Regions from separate parts of the Mus musculus genome. Here region 2 is linked to region 1. Evidence: chromatin contacts called from public HiChIP or PLAC-seq data. All regions are on one chromosome and are shown on one strand. The core of a region is the stretch at or near the end of the contact, and the rest is flanking DNA. Distances in the headings are between cores, read along the strand shown.

Region 1 (4,569 bases), core at 770-3,269:
CAACCTCGAAGTCAACACAGACACAGATCTAATCTGAATTTGACCAGCTCTGGTTCCCTAACCACTGGCTATAACTCACCATCTCACCTCAGAAATCAACAAGTGAACATCACAGAATTTCACCATCCCAAGAAATGTGGTAAAACAAGGGGAGAACAGCTTCTTCTGCCCAGAATTCAATCCCTCACTGTGTTACTTTTGTTGGAGAGTGACATTCTCTGCCCTGTGCACAGGGTAATTTATACACCACAGACTTGTACCATCCCAAGATGTGAATGTTGACATCAAGTCTCCTCAGAAGCTAGCTAGTACTACAGTAACAAGAGCAAAGGCTTGTGAACCAGAAATCCCAGGACCATGGCTGTTTCTGCCTTTGTGTGTAACTCAATGTCTTACACGTCCCAATTCATAAATGGTCCATGCCTTCCCATGCTTGTGTAAGAATTAAACGTGTAAGTAAGAAAAGCTGCTCTTCTGGATCCAAGTTGGTTTCCAGCACCCACACCAGGCAGCTAAAAACCGTCTGTAACTATAGCTCCAGGAGGATCCTGTGACTCTGGTCCCCACATGCATGTTAAAAAAACTCATTTAAACAAGCAATTAAGATCACTCTTGTCTATATAACTACATGTTGCACTAAACTGAAACAGGTTCACAAGACTTAGTGACAGTAGGGAAAAAAGGGACACTTTTATTTCTGACTAGAACCAAAGGAGCCTGACTGGACCAATAGACAACACCCCTGGGCTAGAGAAGGTAGCTGTGCAGTCCACAGTAAGACAGAGGGGACTGCCAGGGTGTGGAGGGACTCATAAAGCACCTGTGACACTCCAGTGTGCCACAACTTGAATCTAAATCTTCAAACTCCACTTGAGAATAACTTCAAGGAAGGTTTTTGTTTCACTTCAGTGGGATGTTAGAATCTTGAAAAGCTAAGGTGAATATAGTTTGAAGAAACAAAGTTCATGGTAATGAGCAAAAGTGAGGCAAAAAGAGGTCATACCCATAAAGATATCTTTAAAAAGTAACCAGCTTGGGTAGAATTTATAAATAGAAAAATAATTAAGATTGATAAGAAAACATAGAAAAATGAAGTCACAGAGAAAACGATGGAGATAGGGATAACGCTCTGCTAGTCTGCAGAAACATTTGGCTGAGATGCTCTAATCTCTGGGGCTACAAAAAAAAAAAAAAAGGCAAGACTGAAGACTGCAAAGCTGGTCAGAATGATGAGATAGGCAGAAACAGGATGCTAAAATAGAACACGCCACGAAGTACAGAATACAACACTAATAAAGAAATCCTTTCCCAGTACAGACAGGCAGAGTCCTTCATGCTTGTAATCTCATAACTTTAGAGACCGGGGCAGGATTACAAGTGGGAAGGCTAGCACTGACACAATGAGCGCAAGGCCAGCCTCGTTAACCTACAGTGTGATCCTGGCTCCTAACCCAGAAATCTAAACCATCGAAGTCAATGCTCAGAGCACAAAGTGACTTTTTAACATTAGTAAACTTGGTTGAAACTTAAACGAGCGGAAAACCGAAGTCCTTGTTAAGGGAATTTTGGGTAGGTAGGTAACAGTGGAGTCTGATCACGGCTCTCTACGCCCCCAGCCCACCCCAGCCTTGCAGGCGCTCCGCGCGGGCGGACAGTCCCATTCCCGCCACCCCGGAAACTTGGTCCGACGGCTGTTCCGTGGGACAGAGCACGGGTGCCACCGGGGCGAAGGCGGCGGCGGCACTTGGGCCGAGGCAGGTCGGCGGTCCTCCCGTCACGGCCCCCTCCCTCCCGCGGGCCGCCGCCCCACGCGCGCTCGCTCCATTCATTGCGGGGCGGAGCAGAGGCTGAGGCGGGAGCACCGGCCAACGCTGGGGCCCGGCAGCGCTTACTCTGCGTATCCGTGAGGGAGATCATGGTGGCGGCGGCGAGGACCGCGGTGCTTCGGGGCCCACGCTGCGAAGCCTGGTCCGGAGAAGAGCCTCGGCGACGCCGCCCGGGCCCGAGCCGCCACGTCTTCCGGAAACACGCAGCCGCCGCCGCCGGGCCGCAAGGCCGCGCTCCATTGGCTGCAGCGAGACCAATAGCACGCGCTCTTGTTCGGATGTGCACCCGGACGCCGCACCACGCAGCCAATCAGAGAAGGCAATGGCTTGTGATTGGTGGAGGGGGCTGATCCGGAAGGGTGGGCGCTGCATGCCGGGCGGCGGGAAGGTTTTTACGCGCGGAGCGGCTGACAGGTTCGTGGTGGTGCCGGTTCCGGCGCGTGGGTCCGCGGCTGTCTGCTGGGCGGATAGGAGCTGGGCGTCGTCTCTGCCATCGCTTTCAGGAGCCCTGGTCGCCGCAGCTTGCGCTTCTGCCTCGTCTGTGGAGCCGGCGGGGTGGAGGGATGCGCTCAGGGTTAGCGTGCGTTTTCCTTCCGCACTGATGACAGTGGACCTGGTTCACGTTTTTTGACTGACAGACCTCTTTGTAACTTAGTTCTTGGATATATTTCGTGCTACGCTATGTTTTGCTGTGAAGTTGCCTAATTTAGGCAAGGGGTAGGTTATTGGCAGCAAAGTCCAAAAATATATATATATTTGAAGTAGTGGCAGGAAATGAACTTAGACCGAATCTCTCCTAAGCGAAGAGAAAGCGCCTGTTTTTAGGTTCCGGAAAAGGCATTTTTTTTTTTCTAGGCTGTTTACAAAAGTGAAGAGATTCAGGCTCTGCCATGATACAGGACCTTAGAGTCCATGGGCAGAATAGTATCAGTCTAGGAAGTGATAAGGAGATGTTCTCATACGTGAGGAAGGAGGAGTCTTGATTTAAACCCATCCTTAAATGTCCGTTAGTTTTGTCCTTACTCTTTAATCAGGGCTTATCTGTCTTAACAGCCATGCACAGGAAGGGTACAAATTCGATAAAGGAAACAGTTCAAGTGAGAATAGGCGGGTGCAGAATCTGTCTTTGGAGAGCACTCTTAGGTTTAGCAAATATAAAATTAAGCAATATATAACACACTTTCAAACGTTTGTTTTTTGCTTTTATGTAATGGTGACAGATTGTCATTGATTGAGCAAAAAAGTTGTTCACAACAGTTCATGAACACAATGAGGTCCTTGGCCCCTAACACAGAAAACTAAAACACCACCCCAAAAAAAAGCCTGTGTTCTGAGTACGAATGACTTTAAAATTAGCAAACTGTTGAAACTTAAATAGGCAGAAAACCTAAGTTCTTCCAAGGGAATTTTGGGCAGGTTACACGTCTACCCAAATAATTACTAAAAATACAAAATTAAGCAAAATATAACATGCTTTCTAATTTTGTTTTTATGTAATGGTAACAGATTGTCATTGAGCAAACATAACAGTTTGGGGAGTTAAATGTTCAGGCCAAGTTTTAATCTTTAAATTTTAATATAAGTCATGTTTCCTTCCACTTGTAACTGTCCCAGATTCTTTTAAGCCAAAAGAGTACTAGTGTGTACCTCACCCCCCCTCTGCAAGTGAGCAAATTTTATAGAGAAATGGAGTAAGCTCCCGCAGAAGAGAGGAGGCTCTGGAAATTATTTACTTAGAATATTAATTTCTTTTAAGTAGGCATTTAACTGTAACTCTCTAAAGCAACTGTGCAGTATACTGCCAAGTAGTTTATTTATTTGTTTATCCATTCATTTATTTACTTTTGAAAAAAATCTATCCTTATTTGTAAGGTGAGTCCTGCCAGGCATGGCTGTGCATGCTTTTAGTTTCAGTACCTGGGAGGCAGCCACCCCAGTTTTTAAGTCAGAGAGAAAGCCACAGAGGAACAGTATGTCATATTGCTAAGGTACACATGGGCCTAGTGGCAGAACTATTTAATATTCGGCCTTTTGGCTTTATCACTTTAAAACAGTAGGATATTTGGTAAGTATTGTTGACATTCTATTTGGCACCAACATCTGTAAGATTTTTTAAAAACTATATTGCTTTGTAACTTTTTTGTATATAATAGTGACAGATTGACTGAGCATTATTGATAGTACTGGTTTTGTTTAGTTTCTGTTTTGTGGTGCTAGAGATTAAACTCATGACCCTGTATAGATGAACATGCTAAAGCCAAAAGGCAAAGCAAGCAGAGCTAAGACTTAAGATAGTGGAGAAAGGTAGCCGGGTGTGGTGTGGTTTAATCCCAGCACTTGGGAGGCAGAGGCAGGCGGATTTCTGAGTTCGAGGCCAGCCTGGTCTACAAAGTGAGTTCCAGGACATCCAGGGCTACACAGAGAAACCCTGTCTCAAAAAAACAAAACAAACAAACAAACAAAAAAAACCACCACCACCACCACCAACAACAAAAAAAAAAACAAAAACCAAAATACAAAGAGTGGAGAAAGGTATATTGCCATCAGGAGGCAAGGCGAATGGAATCGTTTTGAAAACGATGCTCTCCAGGAACAAAGGAAGGCAGAGGAATGGTTAGGACGACTTCATAGTCTACGGGGCAGGGACACTGGAAAGGTTCCACTCCTCCGCATACTCAGTTTGCACCATAACAATTTTAGCTGATAGTAGTGGAGACTTGGGAAGTGTGTTGCCCAGGCCTCT
Region 2 (4,532 bases), core at 1,460-3,959, 69 kb before region 1:
TTATTAGGACAATCAAGAAGCTGAAAATGTGAGTTTTTAAAAAATCTTTCCCAGCATTCAAAGTTCTGCGATCCTATGAATCAGAATGTGTGTGTCCTCAGATGCACATTCATGAATAATAATCAGTAGCCTGGGAAGTTTATGTTGCTGTCTCAAACACATTTGGAATGCTAGAGGAAGCTCCTGAAAGCCTCTCACTGTGCAGACAGCGGAGCTAATGAGAGCTGCCCTACAAAAAGGTCAGCCCGTGCTAAGATCTAGGCTTTACATAAAGTCAACAGGGATTTATTTAGAAAGGCAGGAGACTGAGCAGACCTGCAAACCATGCATGGTAACAGCCAGCTAATGAGGGCAAAGCAGCTCTCTCTGATGGGCACTGAGCAGTGCAGCGTGTCCTGCGAAGGTCAGACTTGGAGCTTAGCCCGACAACAGGATCCTTCACTCTGCACTGCTGCGTGGTCTTATAGACACGCAGCCAATAAAAAAAAACCAAAAAACTAATAATGTGTAATGAGTAGTTTTATTTAGGGACAGACACATTATAGTTACAACAAACCCTTTGGTTGAAGGAAATAACTACATCTGTATGCCTCTAATGATGGTTACATATCTCAAGTATATTCAGATATGTGATATGAAATTCAAGCCCATTATTCTCGTGAACTGTTCAGCCAGCCACTGCGGGTAACAAGTAGCCAAAAATCAGGTTTTGAGTTAAATTCATAAGCATTTTTTACAGCAAGGGATCCTGTGCTCACACCAGACATAGATTTAGGCAATATTTAAATATATCAGATTATGCACCTCAAATAAGACATCTAGTGTAAATGTGACGTTGGGCAAGTTTCCTGAGGTCTGGAAGGTTCTATTACCCCTTCTGTGAAATGAGCGAATTTCCTGAGGATGAAACACGGGGTGAACAGCAGCGCTGAACACTGCTGAAGACATCCCGTGGCTCTGGATACACATGAGTCTTATTTTCCCTTAGACACTGCCGGTGTCACCGGAAGCCTTGTGAGATGTGACACTGGTTGAGTAAAGTTTAAAGAAGGCTTATTGAGGACTTGGTTTCTGGGGTTTTGTGTGTTGTTTGTTAGCTAAAAATATCTAGAGGGCACTATGAAATCTCATAAAAATATAGTAAAAGATGATACCAAGTCAAGCAGCGGTGGCACATGCTTTTAAACCCAGCAGTAGGGAGGCAGAGGTATTCAATTCTCTCTGAGTTGGGGGCCAGCCTGGTCTACGAAGTGAGTTCCAGGACAGCCTACAGTGCTACAGAGAAACCCTGCTTTGAAAAACAGACAAACAAGCAAACCAAAGCCAAAACCAACCCAACCCAAAAGGACAGGTGAGCCCACCATCTGACATATTTGCTATTTAGCATGAGCATACACTTCTTTGAAATTAACTTAGAAGGAGTATGTAACCAAGGAAAAAGAAATACTCAACTTTTTCTCTCTCAGAAGATTAAGTAGGATAATAAATTTCCAAACTTTCAGGGTCAAGATTATTGTCAGATTCGTTTTATTTTTATTAATGTTTAATTTAATTTTATGTATGTAGGTGTTTTGCCTGCATGTGTGTCTGTGTACCACGTGTGTGCCTGGTGGCTTCTGAGGACATTGGTCTTCTGGAAATGGAGTTACAGATGGTTGTGAGCTGCCATTGGGTGCTAGGAATCAAACTTGTGTGCAAGACCAGACAGTGCTCTTAACTACAGTCATTATTCAGCCCCACGTTTGTTTTAATAACCTTTTTAAATTTTATTTTCTGCTTCACTGTTTATGGGAAATGTAGAAAGAAATCCTTGGAGGTTAGAATTATCCCTACACTTATGAACTGTGGGGTAAGAAAACATGTAACAAATATCAAATTTTTATAGGTGATGAAATAGCCGTTTCTCAGACTTGAAGTGAACAGTGCTGTTAAAAATACCAATTTTATACTCTAGCCAGTGGCTTAATATCCACTAGTCCTTTAATGGGGTCTTTACAACTTCAATCAGCTCTGAGGAAAACCTTGGCATGTGGAGGGGGTCCTGTAAGGAACGTGTGTTTGTCTTCAACAGTTCGACATTGACAAAGAGGCCGGGGAGAGGCAGATATACCACCGCTACTGCATGGAGCGGGCATCCGTGCACTGTGCGCACGTGTTCACCACAGTGTCAGAAATCACAGCCATCGAGGCAGAGCACATGCTGAAGAGGAAGCCTGGTAATGACAGAGGCTGGGTTTGCCACCCTAACACATGCAGCACCCTTGCTTAATTGCTGTGCTCTCACCTGCGGTTTCCTAGTTGTCAGAGACCACTTGGGTGTCTAGAGGTGGGGTCTTCAAGAAATAAATAAGCTTTGTCGAATAAAGCAAATACAAGTGGAAAATAAGAGCCCAAGGAGAGAACAGTGGCAGCACAATGGGCCGGGCTGGGTTCTTTTTCTTTCCCAGTTTCCCCTTGGATTTGGAGTTGTCTCGGACTGTCTGCTGTCATGAACACCAGAACCGAAGCAACTTGGAGAGGAAAGGGTTTGTTTCAGCTCACACATCCTGATCACTCACAGCCCATCACTCAGGGAAGTCAGGGCAGGAACTCAAAGCAGGAACTGAAGCAGAGGTTATGGAGAAATGCTGCTTACCAGCCAGTTCCTCCTGGTTCACTTAGCCTGCTTTCTTATACCACCCTGACCGCCCATAGGTGGCCACACCCACAATGGGCTGGGCCTTCCCACAGCAATCACTGTTCAAGGAACTGCACCTCAGAGTTGCCTACAGACCATCTTACAGAGGGATTTTTCTCAACTGTGATTCTCTCTTCTCAGATATGCTAGTAAACTGACAGAAGCCAACCAACGCCGACTCATTCTCACGCTCCCTGGCTACCAATGACCTCATTTCTCTGTTGATCTCTCTGTCCACAGGGCCCCTCTTTGAGATTGTGCACGCGCTTTGGCTCTACCTCTCTCCCTCTCCCCTCGCCCCTCTGTCTCTCTCTCTATCTCTCTGTCTCTCTCTCTGTCTCTCTCTGCCTTAAAAAAGCAAACCACAGCTGCTACTTCATGTCACCCACACACTGCCTGTGTTTGCCCTCCCACACTAACTGAAAATTGCCTTTTAAAGAAACTACCAAATTCAGGGTTTTTAAATCTTATTTATTTATTAATTATTTTGTTTATTACCACTCCTGGTATTAAAGGTGACAGAGGGAGTGCATTCCTACTCAGGAAAGAGTTGCCATGGTTTTATTTTGCTTTTCCAGATGTAGTGACTCCAAATGGTTTGAATGTTAAGAAGTTTTCTGCAGTGCATGAATTTCAAAATCTCCACGCCATGTACAAGGCCAGGATACAGGATTTCGTTCGAGGTCATTTCTATGGGTATGTTTTCCTTTAATCAGAAATAAAAGCACCACGGCTACTGAGGTGGCTCAGGTGCGAGGAACACACGCTCCCCTTGTGAGGTCCCAAGCACCCACATCAGGTGGCTCACAACCACGTGTAAGTCTAGCCTGGAGAGAGGGGTGGTTCTGATGAACTCTTCTGACCTCCAAGGGAGTGTACACACAGGCACACACACACACATAAAGAGACACACACACAGACATACACAGACAAACACAGACACACACATAGACACACATACAGAGACACACACACAAACACACACACAAACACACACAGACACACACACAAACACACACAGACACACATACAGAGACACACACACAGACACACACAAACACAGACACATACAGACACACATACAGAGACACACACATAGACACACACACAAAGAGACACACACAGACACACACACAGACACAGACACACATACACAGACACACACAGACACACATGCACACACATTTTTCAAGATGGTTTCAAGCATTATCACAGATGTCTCTTGCTCCTGCAGATTTTGTTGTTGTTGTTGTGTTTTATCAGAAGTCACTTTGTTTTGTTTCAGTCATCTGGACTTTGATCTTGAGAAGACTTTATTCCTCTTCATTGCTGGGAGATATGAATTCTCAAACAAAGGAGCAGACATCTTCCTGGAGTCCTTATCCAGGCTTAATTTCCTCCTGAGGGTAAGGAAGCTCTGAGCTGTGGCACAGGGTTCTAGGAGAAGGTCTTTCTGCTGTGAGGCGTGAAGAACTGGCTTCCAGGGCATTTGATTTTGACATCACCTTGGGCAGGTGAAATGGATCAGCCAGTAAAGGTGTCTGCTACCCAGTCTGATTTCCATGGCAAGAACCGACATCATGGAAGAGAAAGCAGACTCCTAGAAGCAGATATCTGAGCTGTGCTCAGATGCGACAAAACATTTAAAATGACAACATCGTTCTGGAACTGACTCTGCCACTCAAGTTACATATTGGAGTCGTATGTCACTCGCATGCATCCTTGTCTATGCTTTAAAAGTACTTGTCCTAACTTCACACTATGCATGTTATATGTCAGAAAGTTATTTTAATAGTCCTTTCCCTGATGGGAATTTGCTGAAAGGTAGGTACAGCAAAGTCCAGCAAACGGTGAG

What was found. HiChIP or PLAC-seq counts read pairs in DNA pulled down with a chosen protein or histone mark.
Region 2: a contact with region 1 is called in an H3K4me3 HiChIP or PLAC-seq map of the SCID.adh cell line, with 18 read pairs. The contact joins the enhancer-like site here to the promoter of Golt1b in region 1. A contact is called at or near these places in 2 of 39 promoter capture datasets (embryonic stem cells and macrophages), 5 of 484 Hi-C or Micro-C datasets (Th2 cells, brown adipocytes, double positive thymocytes and 1 more) and 8 of 115 datasets of contacts at active chromatin or transcription factors (the NIH/3T3 cell line, the SCID.adh cell line, T-cell acute lymphoblastic leukemia and 4 more).

Annotation. Positions count from the first base shown.
Region 1 is chr6:142,384,693-142,389,261 of GRCm38.p6, reverse strand. Golt1b (golgi transport 1B) reads right to left here and starts at 2,019. Exons shown (of 5, transcript NM_025872.4): 1 at 1,893-2,019. The coding sequence starts at 1,917. Recql (RecQ protein-like) reads left to right here and starts at 2,175. Exons shown (of 15, transcript NM_023042.3): 1 at 2,175-2,240.
Region 2 is chr6:142,453,973-142,458,504 of GRCm38.p6, reverse strand. Gys2 (glycogen synthase 2) reads left to right here. Exons shown (of 17, transcript NM_145572.2): 5 at 2,072-2,216; 6 at 3,256-3,373; 7 at 3,963-4,083. Among named protein-coding and RNA genes, the nearest start is that of Gys2, 17 kb to the left of the region's middle. Within about 2 kb of position 2,709, at least 11 of the 459 cell types and tissues checked have an H3K27ac peak or open chromatin away from gene starts, as enhancers often do. A contact at or near this core is called in the SCID.adh cell line and Th2 cells, where this site is marked.